Linked DNA regions of Sus scrofa: region 2 is linked to region 1. Evidence: chromatin contacts called from public HiChIP or PLAC-seq data. All regions are on one chromosome and are shown on one strand. Each heading gives the region's core, a stretch centred on a gene start, on an enhancer-like site or on the middle of the called end of the contact. The rest is flanking DNA. Distances are from core to core; before and after follow the strand shown. Region 1 overlaps HSPA14 (heat shock protein family A (Hsp70) member 14). Region 2 overlaps FAM107B (protein FAM107B).

Region 1 (6,888 bases), core at 521-3,020:
AGTATACCTTTATGACAAAAAGCAGTATAGATCTTTACTTTTTTTTCTTTTTCTTTTTTTTCCTTTATTTATTTATTTATTTTATTTATTTATTTATTTACTTTTTTGTCTTTTTGCTATTTCTTTGGGCCGCTCCCGCGGCATATGGAGGTTCCCAGGCTAGGGGTCGAATCGGAGCTGTAGCCACCGGCCTACGCCAGAGCCACAGCAACTCGGGATCTGAGCCGTGTCTGCAACCTAACGCCAGATCGTTAACCCACTGAGCAAGGGCAGGGACCGAACCCACAACCTCATGGTTCCTAGTTGGGTTCGTTAACCACTGCGCCAGGACGGGAACTCCCCTAGATCTTTACTTTAAAACATTTTTTTTAATTACAAAAATTTTGTTTTACCGCCATATCTGCGGCACATGGAAGTTCACGTGCTAGGGGTTGAATCGGATCTACAGGTAAGGCCTATGCCACAGCCATGGCAACACCAGACCCAAGACACATCTACGACCTATACAGCAGCTGCAACAATGCCAGGTCCTTAACCCACTGAGTGAGGCCTGCGACTGAAAACCGCATCCTCATGGACACAATGTCGGTTCGTAATCCACTGAGCCACAACAGGAACTCTAGAACTTCATTAAACAAGTGAGAAATTATTACCTTTTCAAGACCTTTTTTCACCCAGTTTAGTCAAACTGATGAAAATGTTTCAGCTACTTTTTTTTTTTTTTGTCTTCTTAGGGTCACATGGGCGGCATATGGAGGTTCCCAGGCTAGGGGTCAAATCAGAGCTGTAGCTGCTGACCTATGCCACAGCTACAACGCCAGATCTGAGCCATGTCTGTGACCTGCACCACAGCTCATGGCACCGTGGGATCCTTAACCCACTGAGCGAGGCCAGGGATCAAACCTGCATCCTCATGGATGCTAGTCAGATTTGTTTCTACTAAACTACCAAGGGAATTCCTCAGCTACTTTTTAGAGCAATAATGTCCCATATATAACCTTTATCTATTGAGTCATGATGGGCCAAACAAGATTAGGATTTTGAATGGCATAATTACCTACAGTAACAAAACTAAAATATTCCTTATGGTAGCAGATTGTTAATTAAACACTCTGTAAGACATTAATTCACTGGAATATGACTATAACATAGTCTTCTACACTTCTAAGAACTCTTGAGACGGTAATGAGGCCTCAGTGCCTATACCTTCCTTCATCCAGACATAAGGCAGCCACCGAAGAATCTGGAACTTGAGATCCAAGTTCACGTAATTCAGTATCTGGTGGTCCCTTACACTAAGTAAAAAATTCAAGTACACTGCCCTGTGAAGCTTGGCTTCTCTGCTTCTCCTCTGCCAGAACAGACTTTATAACCTTAGACACGAAAATATCCAGTACACCAGAAAAAAACACGTCCTCCTGTGAAAAAGGGTGATTTCAAATAAACTAAGAAAAATATTAAACCTGAAGATAAACTTCAAATGAAATAGGTCATCAAGTCCATTAATACTCACCTCTGAAACTCAGAAGCTAGGTACTGTGCTAAGGTTTCTGTGAAATGTGTGCCTCCGATGTTATTATCAGTGTTTGTTGAAAGAACACGATATATTCCACTGTTAACTTGCATGACACTGATAGATAAGGATGTGCCTCCAAGTTTGAATACCAGAATATTGCTTAAGAAAAAGATAACATGACTAAGTTAAGAGAGGATCACAATACTGCAAAGCCAGGCTGGACTTCTTCAACTAAGACGTCACTTAGATTAATCCCCTTAAATCACAGATGAGGAAAGTGAAAAATCTCACATGAGTAATTAAGTCACCCATGGTCATCACTTAGTGACAAATCAAGCCTAGAAACCAGATCTTCTGATTCTGAGTCAAAGCTCTTTTTCATTTAGTTGTGCTGCTAAAACTGTATTCTTCTGAGTAACTGGAGTTCAAAACACTAACTTCTCAAAGTAAATAAAAATGAGAGTTGTAATTAAAGTGAATTGTAAGAGAATCAATATAGAAATTTTGTTAAAATTGTCCTAGCTACTAACACAATAGCATGTTCTATAAATATAAAACATACGCAAAACTAGGGACAAATTTCCTATATATCAAAATTCAAAATTTTTGCTATTCTATATTTATATTCCACCTAAAAATAACTTCCTAGTGATTTATACATATTAGTGGTTTTTTTGGCTTTTTGGGGCTGCACCTGCAGCATATGGAGGTTTCCAGGCTAGGAGATGAATTAGAGCTACAGCTGCTGGTCTATACCACAGCCATGACAACACTGGATCCTTAACCCACTGAGCGAGGCCAGGGATTGAACCTGCATCCTCATGGATACAAGTCGGGTTCGTTTCTACTGAGCCACGGTGGGAACTCCATTAGTTCCTTTAACTGAGATATGAATGAAATGACTCCATTAGGGAAAATTAATACATATGAATTGATTTCCCTAAAGTTGTATAATGTGTCCGGTCAATTAAGACACATTTTGACAATTAAATTAGGAGTATGTCTTACTCTTTCATTATCAAACGAAGTCTTGATGCTGGATTTTCCCCTTCTCCTGCCAAGACAAATGTACATAAAAGTCCTCACTGTTTCTAAGCAAGCTTTTTTTTTTTTTTGGCTTTTTAGGGCTGCACTTGAGGCATTTGGAAGTTCCCAGGCTAGGGGTTGAATCGGAGCTGCAGCAGCTGCCAGCCTACGCTTCAGCCACAGCAATGCCAGATCTGAGCCACATTTGCTACTGACACAACAGCTTGCAGCAATGCTGGATCCTTAACCCACTGAGTGAGGCCAGGGATCAAACCACATCCTCATGGATACTAGTTGGGTTTGTAAACTACTGAGTCACAACAGGAACTCCTCCTAAGCATGTTTAATAATGAAAATTGATAGTAAAATCAACAGTGCTCTAGAGCTTCAGTTGGAACTTGGAGGGACTTATAATTTCAAATCTTCCTCCCCTAAAGGGACAAAGTGTAGGTGATGAGAGAAGGGGGGGGGAAGGCTCAACCTTCCCTCCTGTTACATCCTCTCTCTGCTTTCCTAGGACATCTTTCTCACCTATTTGAAAAACTCTAGGTGAAAGTTTTGACGTCTTTCTATCCACAGAGGCTTAGAACCACTGCGTAATATACCAATCTCTACTGATATAATTGCTATAATCTATTTTCTGCACTGAAGAACTTAAAGCTGCAACTATGGTTTTTACCTTTTTCCAGTGGGAGAGTCTTGTCCAATTCCATAAGCCAAAAGAGCTGCAGATGGTTCGTGGATTAGTCGCAAAACATTAAAGCCAGCAGCTCTGGCTGCCTCCCTGTGGACAATTCGTTTTTAATGAACTTAGTGTCACCACATGTTCAGGTCTACATTTTCAGAAATGCTCTGCTAAAGATTTTATGCAATAGCAAATAAGATTTCACAAGTAGAACGTGAAGGGTAATGATCTTTAGACGATAACCCAACATAAGAAATGGGCCTAAGGCCTTAAAAGCAGATCACTTTCTGTTTAAAATAATGTTAAGAAGTCAAAGAAAGTACCATGTGCTTACAGTGAATAAGGAAAAGAAAGCTCCCCAAATGCTCAAGCTTGCAAACTTCAGAAAGAGAGATTAGGAAATATTTAAAATACGTTCTATAATATTCTAATTTATTTAATTCAGAGGCACGGTTTTATTTTATTTTTATTTTTTAAAATTTTCATTTATTTATGTTTGGCTTTTTAGGGCCACACCTGCGGCATATGGAGGTTCCCGGCCCACACCACAGCCACTCAGGATCCTTAACCAACTGAGCAAAGCAGGGATCGAACCCACATTCTCATGGATCCTAGTCAGGTTCGTTAACTGCTGAGCCACGAAGGGAACTCCTAGAGGCACAGTTTTAACATCCCACAAGTACAAGTACATAAAGCAATTCTCTGCCCCAGAAGCCACTTGGGTGTTTCAGCGAAGCCCCACAGGGAACTCTATCCACAGAGCAAAAGTGTGGGAGCTTGCCAGTCACGTTTGAGGAATGACCTGTAAAAACTAAATACAACTTTTTGTTTAGATGTTAAGCTAAGGTTAAAAAACAGTGGCGAATATTTTCTACAACTGCATATTTTTAATATAATTCCCACATAAGCCTCTATCACTTGAAAGCAAGGTAACGTGGCTTGTAAACATCTTAACCTAGTAAGTGAAAATGTTTCCAATCAAAACAGCTAAGAAAGTATATCTAATTTTATGGTTTTTTTTGAAATTCATAAAATATAGGAAATACTAACGATTATTATCATACTTTTTACCACAGGATTTACAAATGTAAATATATATATGTATATTTACACATGTATTTACACATACAATTTCATTGTGTAAGGAGTTTTCCAACACAATTTTACCTTTTACTATATAGCAATATTGCAAAATTTCTATTTCCTTTAACTAAACAAGAGAAACCCATACCATACTTACCCAAGAGCATTTTTTTGCTTTTCTCCAAAATCAAATGGAACAGTAATAACAACATCATTTGCATCTGGGCCCAAGACAGAATGTGCTGTTTCTGTGTGTGGAAAAAAGTATTTTAAACGTTCATGAAACTTACTTTGCTAATCATGTCATGATATACATAAGTCAAATCATTACACTATATACTTTAAACTTACACAGTGCTGTATGTCAATTATACTGCTATAAAACTAGAAGAAAAAGATAAAAATGAATTCTGGGGGTTCCTGTTGTGGCTCAGCAGAAACGAATCTGACTAGCATCCATGAAGACGCAGGTTCAATTCCTGGCCTCACTCAGTGCGTTAAGGGTCTGGCGTTGCCGTGAGCTGCAGTGTAGCTCCCAAATGCAGCTCAGAGCCCACGTTGCTGTGGCTGTGGCATAGGCCAGTGGATATAGCTCCGATTCGACCCCTAGCCTGGGAACCTCCACATGCTGTGGGTGCAGCCCTAAAAAATAAATGAATTCTGACAACATACAAAAATGTCAAGTGACACTTTTGAGGTTTATTAATGCACGCCAAAGATCTTCTCACACAAAGATTTTCCACATCACCTAACTGGTCCACCCCACTGATCTTCTCTTGCACTATTAAATTGTGCACTCCTTTTTGTGGTTTTGGTATAGTTTGTGGATGGAATGAAATACATGCCAAAGCGCCCAGCTCTTAGGCTTCCAAGTTTCAACCATCTCCCAAAGGGGACTGGTTCCAGGGAGAATGAGCTTCTAATTCATCAACATGAAGACAGACTAACATGATGAAAGGCTGCCTTCCACCCCACAAGTTTATCAAATTCTAGAGCTGAAGTGAGCCTTGGAAATAATCTGCTCCAGAATCCCTCAAGTGGTTTCACAGAGGACTGCTCGGCTCTGAGCCTTTGCCAGAAGCAGTGATAAAACCAGACCCGCTTCATCTGCCTATATTACCATGGAGAGTGCACTGTCAGTCTTGAAGGAGATAAAACATTTACCATTCCCTAAACTTATTTGGCCACTTCAGTTGAGAAGTTTTGAGAATAATGAGTTTGCCCAAATCATTTACATTACCTGTAGAGAAGTCAAATCAGGGAAATAAGTCACTTAACCAAGGTCACAGGGCCAGTGAAGAGCCCAGTCAGATCTAGCATAATTGGGTCTCCTCACTGCTCATCCGAGACTCCTAACTTTATTTTTTTTGGCTTTTTAGGAACATACCCTCGGTATGTAGAAGTTCCCATGCTAGGGGTCGAATTGGAGCTGCAGCTCCTGGCCTACACCTCAGCCACAGCAATGTAGGATCTGAGCTGAGTCTGCAACCTACATCACAGCTCATGGCAACGCCAGATCCTTAACCCACTGAGCGAGGCCAGGAACTGAACCCACGTCCTCATGGATTCAAGTCGGATTCCTTACTGATGAGCCACGGTGGGAACTCTGACACCTCTAACTTTTTTAAAAGATTAACTTTTAAAAAGATCTTTTCTGGAGTTCTCATTGTGGCATAGCAGAAACGAATCCGACTAGTATTCATGAGGATGTGGTTCGATCCCTGGCCTCGCTCAGTGGGTTAAGGATCTACCATTACCATGAGCTGTGGTGTAGGCTGCAGATGCTGCTCAGATCCTGTGTTCCTGTGGCTGTGGTGTAGGCCAGCAGCTGCAGCTCCAATTTGACCCCTAGCCTGGGAACTTCCACACGCTGTGGGTGCAGCCCTAAAAAGCAAAATAAAAACAAAAATAAAAAAATAAAAAGATCTTTTCTTTTGCTCAGTACCTTTCATTTTACTAAATATCAGTCTGGCAACATCTTCTGGGTTGACAAATTTCATTTCTTCTCCAGTATCTATTTCATATCGTAACTTCCCATTCTTTTCAATGACCTATAAAGGAAATTAAGTGTAGTGAATAAGGAATAAGTTAATAAAGATACAAAGTTTCAAATCAGTATAATTGGTCTTGACCTTGGCAATTACTTTATGTAACAGCGAAGTAATAATAGAAGCATACTCACTAAACATTTACTTTCCGAGATGTATTTCTGAGCCTGTGGATCATCAGAGCTGTCCATAAAGATAAAAATAATTAGGTATTTATATCAATATTGTTGATATAAAAGTTTTAAAGAGTATATTCTTCATTACCACTCAACAAATATAAAAATATAAATACAATTAGGTTCCTTAGTATTAAAAAATCTTGAAACAATATAGTAGATTTAGATAGTAGATGAAATGGATGCAGTACCTACAATGGTTATAGTAATTCTATTAAAGTGTTAAATCTTCACATTTTAAAGTAAATAGTTCTTGTTCTGATCTTACTACCAACAGAGAGTTATACATTTGGGGATGATTTTCATAGTATCAGTGATTGTATGTTATATATTTTCATATCTTTGGTCCTGAAG
Region 2 (7,294 bases), core at 4,550-7,049, 270 kb after region 1:
ACTAGATTTGGAGTCTTCCTGCTCCTGCCCTACCCCCACCCCAAATCTCTGGTTCTCCGTGTCCTGGCCACCCGCGCCGCTGTGAGCACCTTAGGTTGAGTTCAGAATGGCAGGAAGGAATGCGTTTGAGAACATCGGGGTCAGGAGAGCGGTTGCTCATTGGCCTCTCCGTTCAGTTATCTTCCTGGACAATCCTGGAAATTTCCATCCAATTTTGGTTATTTTTCTGGACGTGTAATAATTCAAGGGCTACTTTGTGAATCAGTAACTTTGAATGTGTTATGCGTTTTGGCATCTCTAGGAAGGTCAAGCAGTTATTTACTTTTTCCACCGCAGGGCGAAACAGGAGAAAATTGAGTGCGCATGCGTGTGCTTCCGCACATCTGGACCGCGGGGAGGAGAGCAGTTTGGTCCGTGTGATGGACCCCATGGCACAGAGATGACTTCCTGGAGGGGCGGGTGAGGGCAGTGTGAGGGCGCTGGGGCTCAGAGAGGCAAGCTGGGAGAGATTCGGAGGGGATTACCTGGACTGAGGGAGCATGGATCCAAACGGGAATTTAGTCTTTTTCTAAAAACTTTAAAAAATGATTTTCTTGGCTCCAGAACAGGAGGAGACAGCCGTGCCTCATTTGTTTCCTGCTGGTGATGGACTGTCTTGCAGGGGGTGAAACATCGTCACTCAGCCGTGAAGAGCTCGGACTCTGGCAGCAGAGCCACTGGGCTGATGTGCTTCTGCCAGCTGCATGACCTCGAACCAGCTGCTGATCTCCCTGTGCTCAGCTCTTCTTTCAGTAGGATAGTCATGCTTGCCTCATAGAACTGTCTGGGAGGGTATATGAGATGAAATCACACTGAGTTCACAGTGGTACTTGGGAGTTCCCTGGTGGTTCAGTGGGTTAGGGATCTGGCATAGTCACTGTGAGACCAAATAAATGTTAACAAGAAGGAAGACAAGTCTTTTTTTGGCCTTGGGTATGCTGTGGCTTGAGGTGGGGTCTCAGTTCCCAGACCAGGGATTGAACCTGAGCTTCAGTGATGAAAGCCCCACTGAGTCCTAACCACTAGACCACCAGGGAACTCCGGGGGACTAGTATTTCTAAGGATTACCTGTGAACAAATTATAATTGATAACAGGGTTTCTATTACAAATTTCAAGTTATATTTCAAAACTCCCCTTTAATGAATAGATTGCAGTGGAGCCCAGAGCCAGCCACAGGGTGGATATTTAGTGGCGAAAAATAGGAAGTAGAAATTAATTTTGCCCAAGACCAGTGAATACTTTTTTGCCCATGACCCATTTAGGACAAATAAAAAATGTTTACGAGCTGCTTTTTTTCTCCCTGTAAAATGGACTGGGATGCTGAAGAACTTTGGAAGTGAGAATTGAACATGTGGTAGTTCTAAGCCTTGGCGATCCAGTGGTGTACAGAAGAAAAGTGTTCCCCATCCTCAGGTGTCTTCATCTCTGGACCGGAGATGATCAAAAAACAGGTCCCCAGCAATTAAATAAACAGTTCAAGACTCTGAGGGGCGCTGCAGAAGCCGGGGATAGAGACTGACGGTGGAAGGGACCCAAGTTAGATGGAGTGACCTGGTCAGGTGATGTTTGGGTGGAGATGAGAGGATGGCCAGTGGAAGGGAGAGATTTGGGATGGGGCTGGGTCGGGAGGGGGGCTTGGTGTACACACACAGGCTGGGTAAGAGATGAAGGAAGGCCAGCAGCACTGGAGGGTGGGGACCACAGTTGGGAGAGATGGAGGTGAGGTGAGATGTGAAAAGTAGGCTGGGGGCAGATCAGGTAGGGAGTGAGGGCCATAGTCAGGGGTTTAGAGACACTATGGGGGAGTGACCTGACCTAATTTGTATTTTATGAAGTCCCACGGGAGGAAGATGAATTTTTGTTTGTTTGTTTTTTTGTTTTTGTTTTTGTTTTTTGTTTTTTTTTTTTTTTGGTTTTTTTTTGGCTGTGTCCACATCATGCAGCAATTCCTGGGCCAGGATGAAACCTGAGTCACAGCTGTGACCTGAACCACAACAGTGACAATGCTGCATCCTTAACCACTAGGCCACCAGGGAACTCTGGAATATCAATTCTTAGTACCGGCTTCCTGCTTTTTTCTGTCTGATAATGAATAATGAAAAAAATACTGGGACTGTGTTTTTAGCCATGAAACTGTTGGTATATGGGGATATTTGAGAAGCTGTGATGACAAGGCGACCTTTTAATTTTCACCCTGAAATGATGTGGCAGCTGAACTGTGAGGCCAGGCTGGTGACCCGCATCCCATCCTGCAGGTGCTGGACATAAAGAGCACATAGTAGGTGGCCAGCCCAGCTGGAGGCTGGCACAGCTTGTCAGGAGCAGAATTCTCATTCCTCGGGGCGGAGACTAATGAGAATACAGTGACCCCGGTGATGGCTGGCAAGCCAAATGCTGACTGGTATATATCTTGTCGATCACAGCATCCAGGCTGAGCCAGGAAGAATCCAGAAAACTCCCTGATTGATCAGCACTTATAGTCTTGTGTGGTTTTGGGGAGAGTCACCATGGACTACTTGATTGTAAATTTCCGGTATCAAATTGCTGATGGGGAAACCACTTGGTTCTGATGACAGAGGAGGACCCTTTGGAAGGGCATTTGAAAGCACTCGGTATTGATGCCCTTGTGCCCCTTTTTACATGGAGTATTGCGAGAACGCTGCTGTGCTTTCTTAGCGCTTTGCGTTACTACCCTGCCTGCCAACCTCCGAGTGTGGAAAGTCGCAAGACTCGGGCGGTGAGGAGCACAGGCTTTCATCTGGATTTCCTCTGCTCATAGGTCTTCCTAGGAGTCACCCTATTATTTTGTATTATAGCTTCAGATGAGCGAAAAGTGAATTTCTTGCTTTCTGCTTTCTCTTTTTTGGGAGGAATGGGGGAGTGTTTGTGGCTTTGAAAGACCTGGTTCTTTTGGAGCCCAGTGCTGTGTGTGTGTGTGTGTGTGTGTGTATAAAAGGAAGTCTGCAGGTTGAGATTAGACTGCCCTGGTTAGTGAGGATCTCTCATCTCCTGGTCTAGGGTTCTCAGGAAACTGACTCCAGAGGTCATGGGTCATTTTCTGAAGGCACATTGCCTATTGTGGCCCAGGCATTTTTCTTTTCTTTTCTTTTTTTTACAGCCTCACCTGCGGCATATGGAAGTTCCCAGGCTAGGGGCCAAATCAGAGCTGCAGCTGCCAGTCTATACCACAGCCACAGGAACACCAGATCCGAGCCACATCTGCAACCTACACCACAGTTTACAGCAACGTCAGATCCTTAATCCACATCCGCATGGATACTAATCTGGTTCCTAACCCTCTGAGCCACGATGGCAACTCTGGACCGGGCATTTCTTTCTTTCTTTCTTTCTTTCTTTTTTTTTTTTTTTTTTTGTCTTTTAGTCTCTTTAGGGTCGCACCCACAGCATATGGAGGTTCCCAAGCTAGGGGTCTAATCGAAGCTACAGCTGCTGGCCTACACGGAGCCTCAACAACGCCAGATCGAGCTGAGTCTGTGACCCACACCACAGCTCACGGCAACACCGGATCCTTAACCCACTGAGTGAGGCCAGGAATAGAACCCGCAACCTCATGGTTCCTAGTTGGATTTGTTTCCACTGCGCCACGATGGGAACTCCTGGACCTGGCATTTCTGATGCTTGGACCTGTGCCCTTTGACAAAGCATGTTTATTAGTTTAACTGTAAAGAAAAAGGTCAGTAACAGATGTAATGAGGAAATAAATAATGTTGAATTATTCCAAGCTACTGGCTTGAATCTTTTTAAATCAGCAGTGAACCATTTTGAGAGAAAACAAAATTTGTTTCTTACTGGTGAGGTGAAAATGGAACATATTTTAAAAAAGGAGAATGAGGCAAAATAAAACTAAAGACAAGTAAGGGAGTTCCTGTTGTGGCTCAGAGGAAATGAATCTGACTAGCATCCATGAGGATGCAGGTTCGATCCCTGGCTTCGCTCAGTGGGTTAAGGATCTGGCGTTGCCATGAGCTGTGGTGTCATAGATGTCACAGATGTGGCTCAGATCTGGGGTTGCTGTGGCTGTGACATAGGCCAGCAGCTACAGCTCTGATTCGACCCCTAGCTTGAGTGCCTCTATATGCCCTGGGTGCAGCCCTAAAAAGACAAATAAGATTGTTAGTCTAGGATTCTTTCCAGTTTTGTTTTATAATCAGGTGTTAAATTAGAATATCAATGGCAATGATGTTTAATGATACTAAATTTGTAATGTCATCAGCACCTAATTAAAATAATGGATGTATTAGATAATATCTAACATGCTTTTGTTCGATAATATTATTTAATCTGGTGGGTAGTTTCATAATTTTTTCCCCTAAAGGTAAAAAGAAGCTGTATCTCTTCAGATTATTAAATAGTTGTATAAAGCAATGGTCTACTTCCTGGACATTCATAAATTCAAATTATGTCCTTTAGATTTATGGACTTTCCAAGTCGTGCTTATTCTGGGTGGTATTCCCCTTTGGTTTGGCAAACTAATGACTTCTTAATACTTGGAAAGTAGTTTATATAATTAGCCGTAGCTGTAGAGGGCAAAACAAAGAGCCGAACTGCTAAATATGAATCTGAGCAGACATTGTTGTCCACTGTTGCCATGACAACTAACAGTTGAAGTCTAACTTGTGTAACTAACCTGTCGTACCCTAAGGGCACATACTCACACAGTTCATCTCTATTTGTCTCAAAAAATGACCCGATTCAGCAATTAGGTGATAGTGTCTTATCAACGTGTCTTTCATCGACTTGGTTCAGTTAACTTGGTTGATGTGCTTTGGTTCTTTCCATCGAAGGGCCCGTCACTGCTTCTGCTGACCCACTTTCTGGGGTAGGGAAGTGGAGGGGGTGGCATTTGCCAACTAAGGTAGACAGACAGGAAAGCCAGGGAGAATGTGCCCCTCTTTTGAAAAGTTCTGTCGACACTTATTAACGACTCTCGCCTGGTACTTCCTATTTCCAAAACAGACTGAATGCAATGCTACCCTCCATTGTGAGACTGTTTTATTGCCTTCAGCAGAATTCCTGGCATATTTGAGGCCCTGCCCCTCTCGTTCCTGCCAGATCCCCAAGTCACAACTGGCCCTGTTGCTCTCCTGCCTTCATTCTGCCCCTGGTCAAGGCCCTTTTGGGTAAATAAAGCTTAATCCGGGTGATTGTTCTAAAGCCCTTGTGCTGCAGCATTTGAGTCCCAGCCTTCACGGCTCCCTGCCTGGCATTGTCTTGGCTTCACATGAAGCCTGACAACTTGGCACCGCCAGACAAACACTGGACACCTCCCTCCCTTCCCTTAGTAAATATACTCATGATAAGTCTTATATACTCTGCCTCCAGTGCTGATGACATAGGTCCTGTTTCCTCCGGTCAGTGAAAGGTATTCGTGGGAGAGGTGTTTGAAGAGTGGGACAGGGAGGGTGGGAGAGAAAAAAGACACAGTTTCTGCCTCGGAAAAAAGAAGTTTCTGACTTTGAACAGGTGAAGCCTGCTTATGTGAAATCTTAGGTGACCCGGGATGATGGCAGCTGGGATTCTGGGACGGGGTGGTGATGAGTTCTTGTCACAGGCATTCTTCCCAACTGCACCCCTGAGAGGGAAAGATAAGGAACCTGGGGCTCAGCAGGCAACCTCCCACTCAGGTTTTGAAGTGAGTTAGCTTAGGTGCAAATTCGGGCCTTCCCATAACGAAGAGTGCGCCTGCTTTTGTGTTGTTCAACTTAGGTCATCCCGCTAATACGTGGCAGAGCTGTGACTCTCTCAGGCGTGAAAGCCTAGCCCTTTCTACTGTCTGATACCACCTTTAGTGTTGCTGTGTCTCTTTTTACCAGGAGGAAAAATAGACCAGTTCTCAAGTTTTCTCCCTTACCATGTTTCTGCCTAGTTTCCCATGTAGTGGGCGTCAGTGACCTTTGACTGTTGGGTTGCAGGTATCTGACTGGAGAACTTCCTCTTACTCATTGTGAACTCGGGTTGAGTGTGTGGAATTTTGTTCTGCTTCTTAAAACCATATGCAAATCAAATTACTGCTCTGGTTTTAAGAATCTGTGTTACATTGTAGTTTAAAAAAATAGGCAAATGACATTAAATTTCATTTTAAAAATTGTCTTTTTTTTTTTTTTGCTTCTTAGGGCCCAGGCTAGGAGGCAGGCACATGGAGGTTCCCAGGCTAGGGGTCAAATTGGAGCTGTAGCTGCTGGCCTACACAACAGCCACAACAACGTCAGATCTGAGCCGCATCTGCGACCTACACTACAGCTCATGGCAATTCCAGATCCTTAACCAACTGAGTGGGGCCAGGGATTGAACCTGCTTCCTCATGAATGATAGATTCTTTTCCACTGAGCTGCAGTGGGAACTCCTTGTTTTAAATATTGTTGTAGTAGTCTACCATTTGTGGATAGAGAAACTATTGAAAATGCTTTAAAAAAATTTTTTTAAAGGAGTTCCCTTGTAATGCAGCGGGTGAAAGATCTGGTGTTACCACTGCAGTGGCTCTGGTCGCTGCTGTGGCATTGGTTTGAGCGCTGGCCTAAGAGCTTCCATATGCTGTGGACATAGCCAAAAATCAAACCAAAACAACAACAACAACTTTAAAAAACACTTTAAGGAGTTCCCTGGTGGCCTAGAGGTAAAGGGTCTGGTGTTGTCTCTGCAGCAGGTGGGATCACTGCTTTAGCATGTGTTCGATCCCTGGCCTGGGAACTTCCACATTCTGCAGGTGCAATGAAAAAAAAAAAAAAAAGATACTTTAATAAGGGGAGAAAATACTTCCTCAGTCATCTCTCTCCCACATGTTCCATCATCCCTGGGAAGAAGGTTTACTGAACTTTGAACAAACAAATTCCATAAGTGATCTTTAATTTGTATTCCTTTATTCCTTCACACCTAGCTAGAAGGATCTGAGGGTATTCCTTGACAATTGGAGTAAGGATATTTTAATAACTAGGCAGAGGAGAAGATGATGGCTTTAGGGTCAGTAATAGGAACTGAGATAAACTTAAAAGCTCATGGTTTTTAAGTGCTTCCCACCAGCTGCTCAGCCAATTTTCCGTTCGGACTTTCGAGGTGTCTTCCTTCATACTCGGAGTCCTGCCAAGTTATTGTGGCAAGTTTAAGTAAATGAATTAGGACAGGATTTTCCAAGCTGCATCCATTAAGGGGTCACACAATCAATTTAGTGGGTCACAACAGGAATTACCAAAAAGAAAGAAACAGCGAAAAGTAATGACAATGTATCTATCTAGCACA

Evidence for each region. HiChIP or PLAC-seq counts read pairs in DNA pulled down with a chosen protein or histone mark.
Region 2: a contact with region 1 is called in an H3K27ac HiChIP or PLAC-seq map of alveolar macrophages. The contact joins two enhancer-like sites. A contact is called at or near these places in 2 of 5 promoter capture datasets (fetal liver and liver) and 1 of 2 datasets of contacts at active chromatin or transcription factors (alveolar macrophages).

Annotation. Positions count from the first base shown.
Region 1 is chr10:46,918,426-46,925,313 of Sscrofa11.1, forward strand. It overlaps HSPA14 (heat shock protein family A (Hsp70) member 14), which reads right to left. Exons shown (of 14, transcript NM_001243393.1): 4 at 6,493-6,541; 5 at 6,256-6,361; 6 at 4,468-4,558; 7 at 3,222-3,326; 8 at 1,514-1,675. Among named protein-coding and RNA genes, the nearest start is that of HSPA14, 13 kb to the right of the region's middle. Within about 2 kb of position 1,771, at least 2 of the 83 cell types and tissues checked have an H3K27ac peak or open chromatin away from gene starts, as enhancers often do. A contact at or near this core is called in alveolar macrophages, where this site is marked.
Region 2 is chr10:47,185,677-47,192,970 of Sscrofa11.1, forward strand. The region is part of intron 1 of FAM107B (protein FAM107B); the gene reads left to right. Among named protein-coding and RNA genes, the nearest start is that of FAM107B, 49 kb to the left of the region's middle. Within about 2 kb of position 5,800, at least 27 of the 83 cell types and tissues checked have an H3K27ac peak or open chromatin away from gene starts, as enhancers often do. A contact at or near this core is called in alveolar macrophages, where this site is marked.